3 separate regions of the Danio rerio genome follow, and all the other regions are linked to region 2. A link is a contact called in public HiChIP or PLAC-seq data. All regions are on one chromosome and are shown on one strand. Each heading gives the region's core, a stretch centred on a gene start, on an enhancer-like site or on the middle of the called end of the contact. The rest is flanking DNA. Distances are from core to core; before and after follow the strand shown.

Region 1 (4,543 bases), core at 1,721-4,220, 200 kb after region 2:
ATGTTGTTGTTTTTTCCTTCTTCATAAGGTAATATTCAACAGGTCACTAATTAGGTTTCTTGCAGTGATGCAGTGCATTACAAGTTGCTCTTTTTATTGTGTGGTATAGGCTGGGATCTGTAAATGTGCATTAAGGTGGACTCAGTCAGCAGACGTTGATGTGGGCTCGTTTTTTTTAATGTTACTGACCAAAACCTGCTCTATTTTGTTATTGCTTGATGTGAAGGCTTAACTTTTGCTCTTCAGATAAAGAAAGCTATATTAGTTGTTAATGCTTTGGCCGTTTAGAAGCTGTGCGAAGCAGCATCTGCAGTATTGACCGTTACATTTTAGTCCGATGTTTAAGTTTGATTAAGTATTACTGATAGTTGCACTAGTGGTCGGATCACTACAGGGTTTCTATCAATCTTTGCACCTTTTATTTTGGTGTGAAGCACTTGGATTTCACAATGCTGATGCCTGTGGAGAGATTTATTTGTTACAAATGGCTGTGTTTGTGTTTTTCACATGTACATACTGTACAGTTTTTGCATTAGTTTTGTAAATTTAACCTGTGCACATCACGTGTGCCGCAGTTTCTCTTGTAAGTTATGAATTTGATCCATTAAAAATAAATAAAGCTTTTCTTAAAAGTTACGCAGGGTGCTTTTATTTATTTAGTTGTAAAAAGTGTATGCCAATTTACCAACTTATGTATTTATTTGGTGTACTATCTGAATAGTGACGTTGATTTATTATATCGCTATTTCTTGACTATTAAAGGGCAGAGTCCTTCATACATCTTGTTTTGATGTCCTTCAGAGGGGATCAAGCGTTAATTATGCGGGTCAGATCCCCCCAAACCCAACTGTAACTCGCACTGGTCGTTAGCATGTGTTTAAAGAGAAAACAAGTATTTTTAATAGTATAGAGTCATTGCTCTGGGTTGTCTTGAGACCAATTAGTGAGTATAGCGGTATAGTGATATTTATTTATTTTTATTTACCATAAGCACTGATTTCATGTTTCGGAATGGATGAGAGACTGTTTTAAGAGTCCTGACTATAGTCATCATCAGTGTTGGGGTAAGGCTTTACAAGTCACGCACATTGCTTGAAATACTTGAACAATATTTCAGTTACTTTTTAAAAAGTGTCATTCAAGTAACTTTTTATTTTAATTAGCTTTTTAAAACTAAATTTACGAATTAAAATTAGCATAGTCACGTTGAATCACAGTCAATACGAACAGACAGAAACCAAGAATGGTAGAGCCATCAGGGCATCTCTGCCGTCCATTTTCAAACAAAAAACTGAAAATTAAAAAAATAGCTGTTTTTTGGTTCTTCTTTTGTTCATAAAAACTGAAAAAAGAATATTTTGGCTCGATTTTTGGGGTTTAGGGCAGGAAAATGGGTAAATGACTTTAAAATTCATTATACATATGTAGGCAGTGATGAAACGCCTATATATATATATATATAGATATAGATATATATAGATATAGATATATAGATATATAGATATAGATGTATATAGATATGGAATGGATGGAAGAATCAGAGCTTTACATTTTTGCTATGGAAGTATTCTCTTCATTTTAAACGCATCAAAGAAAAGGAAAAGAGGACTGTCTCGATGAACAGTGATTTTACTTCACTATAATAAGACAAAAACTACAAAGGTAGCAAACACCTTCGCTTTAACATTGCATTAATCATACAGCATGTACAGTCCTCAGCCCAGGAAGTTCTCCGAGATCTGTTTTTATTTTTATTTAATTTTTTATAGGTAAATGACGGTTGTACAGTGTTGTTAATTGCAGAGTTTTCTCTATTAAAAACAAAGAAAAAATAAAAACCCTGCAAGTTCTAAAAGAGATCAAGCCTCATCCAGGTAAGAAAAAGTAATGCAAAACTAACTCAAAAGTAACATAATGCAATATTTTCAATAAAAAACTAACTAAGCAACTCAACAAGTTACTTTTTTTGGGTGTAACTGAATATTGTAATGCATTACTTTCAAAAGTTACTTTGGACTGTAGCACTGGACATCATACACTCCCTTCACGTCTCATTTTTAAAGTTCTGTGACACATTGAAAAAAACACTGTTAAAAGCCATTATTTCCCAAAAGAGTTCTTACATAGCCAGTTTGTTTCTAACAATTATTTTGTTAATCATTAAAGCTCATAATTACTAATTACAGTTCTTAAAAGTAAGTAATACAAAGGTTTTGGTCTCGTTAAATGAGGAAACATTTTGGAATTTCTAAATCATTGATTATGGTGTGTGTATATGAAAAATGATTAATATTCATTGCATAATTTGATTAAGTGGACAAAATGTCATAGAGTCACCTATCTAATGAACGTGTTTAGCTGTTTTAATCATACTTGTTAGCATGTGTTTAAAGTGAAAACAAATATTTTTAATAGTATGGAGTCATTGCTCTCGGTTGTCCTGTGACCAATTAGTGAATATGGCGGGGAAAATACCGCCGTTTTGCTCAGTTCAAGATTTACTCTCTCTCAAGTGGTTCCTGTATTTTATGAGTTGTTTTTTAATTATTATTTAAACGCAAAATAAGATATTTTGAAAAAAGCCAATTAACTTTGGCTTTCAGTATGAATACAAATCTTATGGAAGTCAGTAGTTCCAGCTTTCTTCACAACATCTTTTATGTTTAACAGAGCTGAAAAAAGGTTTAAAACAAAGGGTAAATAAATGGTATCATGTCTTTGGGTTGAATTATAAATAGTTTTTTCTTGCAGAAAATTAAAGCTGCAGTTAAGCTCACTATACATGTCTTTGAAGTGATAAACTCGTGGTGTGGTGTTTGAGTCTTTCTAAATATTCTGGAAGGCAATCACATTTCTGAGGAATCGGAACCAGATCAGAACAGGAGATCCTTTCGGAAAGACCCCGCCCACTCGTGACGTCAGCGCAAATAGGAAGAGGACAGCATGAAGGTGGACTGGCTGTTGTTGTTGTGTCTGTTTAGTCAATGACAGGTCAATGTTGATCGTGTTTGAATGGCGGAATCAAACAGCTGGAGGTCTCACCGGGAGTCCGACGGGAACAGATCGATTCCGAACGGCGACGACGCCCGCAATGTCCGGGAAACCGGAGTACAGACCGATGCCAAAGTACAAGGTTAGATTAACGTTAGCCTGTCAGTATGTGTGTGTTCTTATAGTGTCCGGACCCCAGAGGATATAACTCCAATAACAAGTTGTGTTTTCAACCAGGAAATTTAATTTGAACTTAATTTCAAGACTAATTCGATACTGTAAATGCTCTTATAACACGAAGTGTGGGTCTGATTCCGTTCAAGCAGTTTTCTTATAAAGACCGTCGTATAATTATTATTATTATTTTTTTGCTTTTTACACAATAAAAAAACTTGCAAGGTTAATAAAAATAGGCACTGATTTTATGTATATTGTATTTATGTGTGTACACTCACTGGCCACTTTATTAGGTACACCTTACTAGTAACAGGTTGGACCCCCTTTTGCCCTTAGAACTGCCCCAATCCTTCGTTGGGTAGATTCAACAAGGTACTGAAAATATTCCTGAGATTTTGGTGCATATAGACATGATAGCATCACAGTTGCTGCAGATTTGTCAGCTGCACATCCATGATGTGAATCTCCCAGTTCACCACATCCCAAACGTGCTCAATTGGATTCAGATCTGGTGACTGCGGTGGCCATTTGAGTACAGTGAACTCGTTTTCATGAAATAAGAAACCAGAGAAATGATCCTGAGACCAGTCTTGAGATGTTTCATGCTTTATGACGTGGCGCCTTATCCTGCTGGAAGTAGCCATCAGAAGATAGATTGTAGCCTTAGTTTTCTGTTCTTAGCTGACAGGAGTGGCATCTGGTGCTGTAGCCCATCCGCCCCAAGGTTGGATGTTGTGCATTCAGAGATGCTCTTCTGCATACCTCGGTTGTAACGAATGGTTATTTGAGTTACTGTTGCCTTTCTATCAGCTGGAACCAGTCTGGCCATTCTTCTCTGACCTCTGGCATCAACAAGGCATTTGCACCCTCAGAACTGCCGCTCACTGGATATTTTCTCTTCTTCTGACCATTCTCTGTAAACCCTAGAGATGATTGTGCATAAAAATACTAGTAGATTAGCAGTTTCTGAAATACTCAGACCAGCCTGTCTGGCACCAACAACCATGCCACGTTCAAAGTCACTTTAATCTCCTTTCTTCCCCATTCTGATGCTCTGTTTGAACTGCAGCAGTTCGTCTTGACCTTGTCTACATACCTAAATGCATTGAGTTGCTGCCATGTGATCGGCTGATTTGAAGTTTGCATTGACGAGCAGTTGGACAGGTGTACCTAATAAAGTACTTTACAATAAGGTTTTTTTTTAGGTAGGCTAATGTTATTTAATGTACGCAAATTAACAAATGAGCAACACTTGTGCTGCATTTTAATCATAGTTTTTAGTCATAGTTATTAATGCATTATTAAAAAGCAAAGTGTGCTTGTTGCCATTAATACATGGTGAGAACTATTAATGAATGAATTTATTGTTACTGTA
Region 2 (3,930 bases), core at 996-3,495:
ACACCTGATCTGAGGCCAGAATTCCCTCTTCTTGTAATAAATGTTGCTACTGTATGCGTATGACTGACAGGATTGAGATTGTAGAGTACAGACTAAATAGCGGGCTTTGGGAAAAGATGCGAGATGTCATAGTGAGTGTTTCTGACTTGCGTTTGAGTTAAATCCTCCTCAAAAAGCAGTATGTGAGCAGAGGTTGCATAGAACTAGAAATTTAGTCTGTTAAGTTCACAATTTGTTTTGTATTTTCTTTCAGATAAATTAAAGCATTCAGTGTATGATTGGAACTGGAGTTGTTTCATTTCATTGCATGAATAACCCAGTAGCCTATTCATCTTTATGAAATAAATGTAGCCATAGCTGCATTCGCACTGAAAACACTGAATACAATTCATCTCGCTTATAATAACAGGAATATGAGGCTGCACAAGATATTTACAAATAATTCAAATGTTTTCACATGGTTGACCATTTTTATGTTTTATTATCTGTTTAGGCTTATAAATGAATGACTAAAATAAGATAAAAAATATTTCTGGGTAGAATAATAATTTTTGGTGTTAAATTCGATGACTCTTCAAATCTAAAAGTAGTAATTGTGTGTTCACTTTTGACACGAGTTAATGCAATGGCATTGCTGTCTTGGAACTTTCATTTCAGCTAAAATATATCAGATTTGATCAGATTTTATGTTGCAACGTGAGCACTGGGTTTAAAATATCAGTGTGATCTCATTGTGAAATTGGTTTCACCCTGTCACGCTAAGCTGTTTTTCTTCTTCTTTTGGTTGTTTTATATGTTACAAAAAATAACAGCCAACTGATCAAGGCTGGATTTAATGCTGTTGTTTGGCTGTTAATGAGTTTGGTCTCATGATGTAGAAGGACCTAAAACCTCTATACCAACCTGCAAAAGGTATAAGGTATAAGCTGGTTACATTTTTTTACCACCAATTTAACTTAAATTTTAAATTAAGTATTTAAATTGTAATCCATTTGTAATACGATATATAATGTAATCCATAATCCAGATAGAGTAGTTAAAAAGGACACATGTTAAGATACATGAGTATTAAATGTGAATGACGTGCTTTGAGGACATTTAATATATCATCACAAATCAAACGGTTTAAAATTATACTGTTTTTATTTTATTTAAATCATACACCTGTAAAAAAAATCCTGGTTGCCTTAAATTTTTAAGCTGAATAAAATTTACCTTATGAGTTCACTGAACTTATATTATGGTAAACGGACTTGCGTAACTTATAAAATTAAGTTAAAACATGATAAACTTATTTAAATAAGTTACAATAACCTAAAAACATTTTTTTGCAGTGAGCTAATTTATTATAGTTTATATTATACAATTGTCATAATTTTTAGCTATTTTTATAATTGAACATTTTGTAAAATTTTCTGTGAGGAATTGGAGTTAGAGTATGGATTAAGGTAAAATTATGTAATATAATGTGTATTTGGTATTTTAATTTGTTCGATTTATTTTTTCTTTTTTTTCTTTTCAGGAAACAAATTCTGGTGCATTACATTTAGATTACTTATAGTTAGATTACTTATTTGTTTTTTTTTTTAAATGTGTCGATAGATCTTTCTAAAATAGAACTAGGATTGGCTATAGATGTTAAAGTATAAAAAAAATATGTGTTACAAGTAATTAAACTGTTCGATTTTTCTTTTGAGAAAATGTTTTCTGAATAATGGTGGATTACTTTTAGATTACTTAATCTATTTACTAAGTACAAGTAACGTTTTGAATCGGTATACAGGTGCTGATGTTTTTTTCACGAACCAGTTGTCTATGAGGATTGGGTTAAGGTAAGTAAAATAATATAGACTTTCATTCATTCATTTTCCTTCAGCTTAGTGCCTTTATTTATCAGAGGTCGCAACACAGCGGAATGAACCGCCAGCTTATCCATCATATGTTTTACACAGCGGATGCCCTTTCTGCTGTAACCCAATACTGGGAAGTAATATACACTTTGTACCTAAATAACCACATCTATGAGGTAAATGAAACTTTATAACGCACATATACTGCAGTTATAACTCCCCCCACCCCCAGTTAACCGATCTCTGTATGCATTGGATGAAGAAGGCAGGACTATCAAGTCACATTTGCATGTGCAAGCAAGTGTTCATCTAGTCCGAACACAAACAATGGGGAAGTCGTTACACAAACCGTCTGTCCAAGCAGAAAACACTTAAAGACGGTCATTTGTCACGTTGTTGTTTACACCAACTGTGCCTCGCATCTGCCTATCATCTGAGAACTGCGCCTGTGCTCAAGACTGCAGGTCAGTCCGTCCTCGACCAGGTAACAGACATGGGGCTCTGCTCTCTAACACATCAGATCGATGCTTTAAACATCCTAAATGAACTGCGAGATCACGGGACGGGCAGTAATAGAGAGGGAGAGGGCCGGTGTCCGGGTGCTTTGGCGGCCGGTAAAGTGGCCGCTCGCCCGGGCGATGTGATGAAGGAGCCCCGCAGGCTGAAGACGATCGCGGAGAGAGCACGGGAAAACTGCCTTTCGCGACTGCTCGAGATACTGACACAGCTCATATCCATCGAAGAAGACTTCATTAAAGACGGCTCTTACGGGAAGAGTTTGCTCAAGCGTAAGGTGAGACGATTTGGTGTTTATCGACTCTTTCTGCTGCAGTATTTAGTGTAATGTGTGCTATGACGACTCGCTTGTTAAACGATACCTCTTGTTACATATGCTGGATTGACAAGGACTTTATTTTATTGTGATTGAAAGCAATACAACGATACAAATAAGGTCGTGGAAGATAAAGAAGACCTCTTTTGTCTATATTGGAGCTTTGCAGGTGCATCCAGGGATGCTTTTTAAACAGTAGGAGTTTCCACGTGCGTGTTGGCCCTTTCTTTCAATGACCAGATTAATTCGACAATTAAAATCGATAAATGAGTGTATATGATACATTAATATGTATAATATATCTGTATTATTATTTAAAAAATACATCTGTAGCCTACTGGAGTAATCTGTTCGATTTATTTCCATGAAATGTATTCTGAGTACTTCTGGATTACTTTTAAATTACTTGTAACTAGATGCTACTATCAGATTACAAGTAATGTATCTTTCAAATACGTACATGTGCTTGATCATTAAAAAAGAGATTATTTTGTATGTTTGTATGTCAATGAATTAAATTGAATTAAACTGGTGTCAATGTTATTCACATAATAACCGCGTGAGGAACATTGTAGACCCCAACACAATCTGTTTTTGTCGAAGAAATGCAGAGTACTTTTGGATGTCTTTTGGTTTACTTGATGTTTTTAAGTTTATAATAACATTTCAGTCAAGTGTCGACAAATATCGCTTTGTGATTATATTTATAGGCTGTTTTTAAATTATACCTATTTCCCCCTTTCTCTCTTTCAGGACAGTGTTGATCTGAAGAACATATGCTTGAGAATGGCTGTTGCGGAAGGTGGTTCTCGCTCGGACAGAGACTTGAGGGAACTTCGAGACTGTCTTCGACTTATCGTCATTAGCCTGCTTGCACATGTGAGAGATGAAAACAACCTGTCATCTACCGTGTCCACTCACAGACTAAGAGAGCTTTCAAACTCCTTCCCTGAAATCTGAAAATCTGCAGATTTCACTGTGTGATTTCTAAGGAACTACCTCAGAAAAATAAGGAGACATTTACTTTTCTTAAGAAACAAACAAGCCATGAACTATCTGTGAATCATCAGTGAATGTAACATTAGCATGATGTTTCAGATTACAAATGAAGGCGTGGAACCTCACAAAAAAAGTGTTTTGCAGAGCAATCATGTATATGCTCAGCTTTAAGCTGTATTGTTTATCGTATGCATTAGTCAGTACTCATGCATGCATAAGAATGGCAGAACAACATTCTCTTCGCACATA
Region 3 (4,309 bases), core at 398-2,897, 170 kb after region 2:
CTGTTTAACAAAATTTGTAAAGAAGGGTTGCTGGTTCGAGTCCTGGATGGGCCAATTGGCATTTCTGTGTGGAGTTTGCATGTTTTCCCCGTGTTAGCGTGGTTGCTCAGATTTCCCCCCAGTCTAGACATGCACTATAAGTGAATTGGGAATGCAAAATTGGCCGTAGTGTATGGGAGTGTGTGTGTGTGAATTTTTTTCCAGTACTGGGTTGTGGCTGGAAGGTGATCTGCTGCGTAAAACACATGCTGGAATAGTTTGTGGTTCATCACACTGTGGCGACCCCCTAATAAATAAGGGATTAAGCTGAAAGAAAATGAAAAAGGTAATTGCCATTTTAAATTCACTTAATGAGTTATAAACTCATAATTATGTATTTATGCTATTGTATGCTAATTTACATATTTATGCTAGCTAATTTAGAGCTGAGATCAAATTCAGAATTGCAGAAATTAAAGTCTGAACTTGCAGTTCTGAGGGGAAAAGACTGAATTGCAAGAATTCTGAGAAAACCAAAATTCAGATTTTTCAGTTTAGTTTTCCCACAGTTCTGACCCAGAAATTTAAGTTTGTACATCTCATGATTATATAAAAACATAGTCTTTCATTCAATTTTCCCACCTCAAATGTAAGAAAATCATCTAAAGTACAAGGCGGTCACAATTTTGAGTTCCTAAAGATCTACCTTCCTGCAGAGTTTAGCTCCAACCCTGATCAAACACCACCAAAACTAATAAGTAGAACATAGGTCTCAAACTCGATTCCTGGAGGGCCACAGCTCTGCACAGTTTTGCTCCAACCCTAATCAAACAGAGCTAATCCAACTAATCAAGGACTGTTTCTCAATTCCTAAAAACACAGAGAACTGTTGTTGTGAAGACCGGTCTTGCCAGGTCACCTCGGAAGAACGAACTCAGGAGACCACGAGAACTGAGAATCCTCAGAGAATTGAGATGCTGTTCTTCTTCCTGATGGTCACATGACCTTCACGCGTTTTTAATAGGAAATTATTTAAATATTACAGCATTCATACAACGGTTTACTGTTTTTCCCCTTTTCAAAATATACACTATGCTTAAAAACATTATAAATATATATTCTAAAACATAAATAAAACAGATTTTAATACAAATTTTAGCTATACATGTAGCTCTGCGCAGTTTTGCTTCATCCCTAATCAACTGATACAACTAATCAAGGCTAATAAGTCTAGTAGCTATTAAGCAGGTGTGAGTTGGAGCTAAACCGTGCAGAGCTGCGGCTCTCCAGGAATTGAGTTTGAGATCACTGATGAAAGAGGAAAAAGTTCAACCTTCTCAGATTTCTGTCTCAAGAAAAATACAATTTGAGATGAAAAGTATTAATTTGTGAGACATTTTGCTGGAACTTGCTTTAAATGAAATATGCGTGTTTAGCAGGTAAATTTTAATGCCTACTTGTATTTTTTGTGATTAAATGTCGAATGAAAAATGTAAAGAGAACTTGTTTGAATATGACATGGCCTATTGGCGCCAAAACGCACTCTGCTCTCTGACGTGGATGGAATGAAGTGGAGAGAGTCCATCGCGAACCAATGGCAGCACAATGGGCGGGGCCTGTGGACGTCATTATTCAACCCTTCAGATTCAGCTAGAGAGGGAACTGTTATTAAAAAAGTGCTTTCACTAGACAGAATGGCAGAATTCGACCAACAGCATGATGAACCTGCACTCTTCACTAAAGTAACTGTTTATTCTCTGCTCGCCTGTGTGGCTCAGTTTGCTGTCGGCTTTGCCTTCGCTCAAAAATGGGGCCATAAATGTTCAGCGGTTGACCGGTGGGTCCTCGTGTGGTTATTTTACGACGCAATAGTTCATTTTACTCTGGTAGGTACACAAGTGCATGCTAGAAATGTTGTTTATCTGACTGTCACTTACCTGTTCACCTTGACTGTGCAGGAAGGACCATTCGTCTACATGTCGCTTGTTGGAAATGTGGCGTCCTCAGACAACCTGCTGGCAGAGTTATGTGAGTATTCTGATACAACACTACAATATTAATTACATCTACAGTTTTATTGATTTATTTGGTCATGGAGAAAATCTTGATGTGAAATTAGTAGAGGGCGACATCTAGTGGTGTTTGTTGGTATAATGAAGTGTTCAAAGTCCGTTCATTCACTGATCAGTTTCTGTTATTTGTAATAAAAATGTAATTGCTAGTTTTTTTTTAACGTTGTTAAGCATTTATCTTTGAGTGTCACTCTAAACAAGTGGCACATTGGTCCGTAGAGGACAAAAATGTGTGAAATAAATAAGGGAAACCCGCCATAATTAGTATGTTTGTCTAAGTTTACTGACAGACTACCAAACCAGGATCAGCCCTGGTGGTGATAATCACTAATAATTCATTCATTTTGGAAATTTTAACCCAGGGGTGAATAACCTTTTTTCAGCATAGAGCCATTTCTAATATTTTTGGCAAATGCATTTTTAAAAAGAGCCACAGGGGTGTACAGTTGAAGTAAGAATTATTAGCCCCCTTCAATTTTTAGCGCCCCTGTTTATTTTTTCCCCAATTTCTGTTTAATGGAGGGAAGATTGTTTCAGCACATTTCTGAACATAATAGTTTTAATAACTCATTTCTAATAACTGATTTATTTTATCTTTGTTATAATGACAGTAAATAATATTAGACTAGATATTTTTAAGACACTTCTATACAGCTTAAAGTGACATTTAAAGGCTTAACTTGGTAAATTATGTTAACTAGGCAGGTTAGGTTAATTAGGCAAGTTATTGTATAACGATGGTTTGTTCTGTAGAATAATGAAAAAAATTCGCTCAAAGGGGCTAATAATTTTGTCCTTAAAATGGTGTTTAATAAATTAAAAGCTGCTTTTATTGTTGTCGAAATAAAACAAATAAGACTTTCTCCAGAGGAAAATATTATCAGACATACTGTCAAAATTCCCTTGCTCTGTTAAACATCATTTGGGAAATATTAAAAAAGAAAAAAAATTCAAAGGGGGGCTAATAATTCTGACTTTAACTGTATATACGCATATATGCACCCCAATAAAATACGACTACTATAAATAAAACGGGTTTAAACAAAACCTTTATTTATGTTCGTGCACAACTCAAAAAATAAACAAATATGAACCATCACATGTTGAGCAAGCCCATGAATAAAGAAAGAACATTTATTTAAATTCTGGAAAATATATTTTTTTTTCTGAAAAGCAACACAATTTAAAATAAACATTTTACTGTTATAAAAATTACATAGTTTCCTGAGAGTATTCAAAATAAAGTATACGGCAGTAATTTTGGCTACTGTTAAAGAAAATATATTATTGTTATTATATTGATTTTCACTAGTTTTGAAGAACAAAAATAATATTTTACTATTATTGGGTAAAACACGGGCAAAACAACATATATGGTAACCACGCACACATGTTTACCCTTTATTGGTGTCACGATTAAAGTTTATCCATAGTACCGCGCACGTGCATTAATCGAAACGTAAAAATTGTAATTACATTTTCAATAGGAAACTGATTTCTAGTGATGGTTATAATTTTTTTAACTGTAAAACATTATTGAACTGAAACAGCTGGAGAGCCATGTATTTTTGGTCGAAGAGCCGCATGTGGCTCAAACCAGTGTTCAAACTCTTTAAATTACAGTTAATTCACATATTGCGATGGCAGTTTTTATTTTTAATGAAATAAAGTCTATATTTGCATTGCAACAGCTTGGATAAGTACGTTATCTGAAACAACATTAGTTTTGATGCAATGTTATTTTTGTGTGTCAGACTTTTCGCTTGAATAATAAGACCATTTAAATGTCCTGAAGTTCCTGAGTAGAGCTATTTTTCATAATAACTGTAAAAAAGATTTATAAAAGGAGACAATGGTGAACGATTACATTAAATAATGCCAAACATTAAGCTGCTTGCATTAACGTAGCCAAAATTATCTTAAAAATAAACGGATGATGGAATGATTTGGGGTTTGCACAACCCATTTTGCATCTATTTTCATAAAATAGTATCAAAACACTTTACTTCCAGAAGTGATGAATGTTCAATTTGAATGCAAATGGCCTATTATTAATTAATGTCTGCTTTGTATTGTTTGTATGTAATGTACATACCGTGTGTGTATATGCGTAACACAATGTAAATGCCTAACAGGGAAAGAATATGGCAAGGCAGATGAGCGATGGCTATATTCAGACCCGACTATCGTTTCTCTAGAGCTTCTGACTGTGGTTTTAGACGGTTCATTGGCCCTACTTCTGGTCTACGCCATCATTA

The links. HiChIP or PLAC-seq counts read pairs in DNA pulled down with a chosen protein or histone mark.
Region 1: a contact with region 2 is called in an H3K4me3 HiChIP or PLAC-seq map of gastrula embryo, with 4 times the contacts expected there. The contact joins the promoter of cdadc1 here to the promoter of dleu7 in region 2. A contact is called at or near these places in 3 of 18 Hi-C or Micro-C datasets (caudal fin, embryo and an unstated tissue) and 3 of 4 datasets of contacts at active chromatin or transcription factors (caudal fin, embryo and gastrula embryo).
Region 3: a contact with region 2 is called in an H3K4me3 HiChIP or PLAC-seq map of gastrula embryo, with 3 times the contacts expected there. The contact joins the promoter of ebpl here to the promoter of dleu7 in region 2. A contact is called at or near these places in 3 of 18 Hi-C or Micro-C datasets (caudal fin, hematopoietic stem cells and an unstated tissue) and 3 of 4 datasets of contacts at active chromatin or transcription factors (caudal fin, embryo and gastrula embryo).

The regions. Positions count from the first base shown.
Region 1 is chr1:49,938,475-49,943,017 of GRCz12tu, reverse strand. cdadc1 (cytidine and dCMP deaminase domain containing 1) reads left to right here and starts at 2,970. Exons shown (of 7, transcript NM_001007448.1): 1 at 2,970-3,133. The coding sequence starts at 3,013. It overlaps rcbtb1 (regulator of chromosome condensation (RCC1) and BTB (POZ) domain containing protein 1), which reads left to right. Exons shown (of 12, transcript NM_199991.1): 12 at 1-636.
Region 2 is chr1:50,138,219-50,142,148 of GRCz12tu, reverse strand. dleu7 (deleted in lymphocytic leukemia 7) reads left to right here and starts at 2,245. Exons shown (of 2, transcript NM_001278811.1): 1 at 2,245-2,643; 2 at 3,436-3,930. The coding sequence starts at 2,344. The coding sequence ends at 3,642. LOC141386338 (a long non-coding RNA gene) reads right to left here. Exons shown (of 3, transcript XR_012408156.1): 3 at 3,411-3,549. It also overlaps a transcript of agpat3 not described here.
Region 3 is chr1:49,968,476-49,972,784 of GRCz12tu, reverse strand. ebpl (EBP like) reads left to right here and starts at 1,647. Exons shown (of 4, transcript NM_001005397.1): 1 at 1,647-1,865; 2 at 1,938-2,007; 3 at 4,187-4,309. The coding sequence starts at 1,674.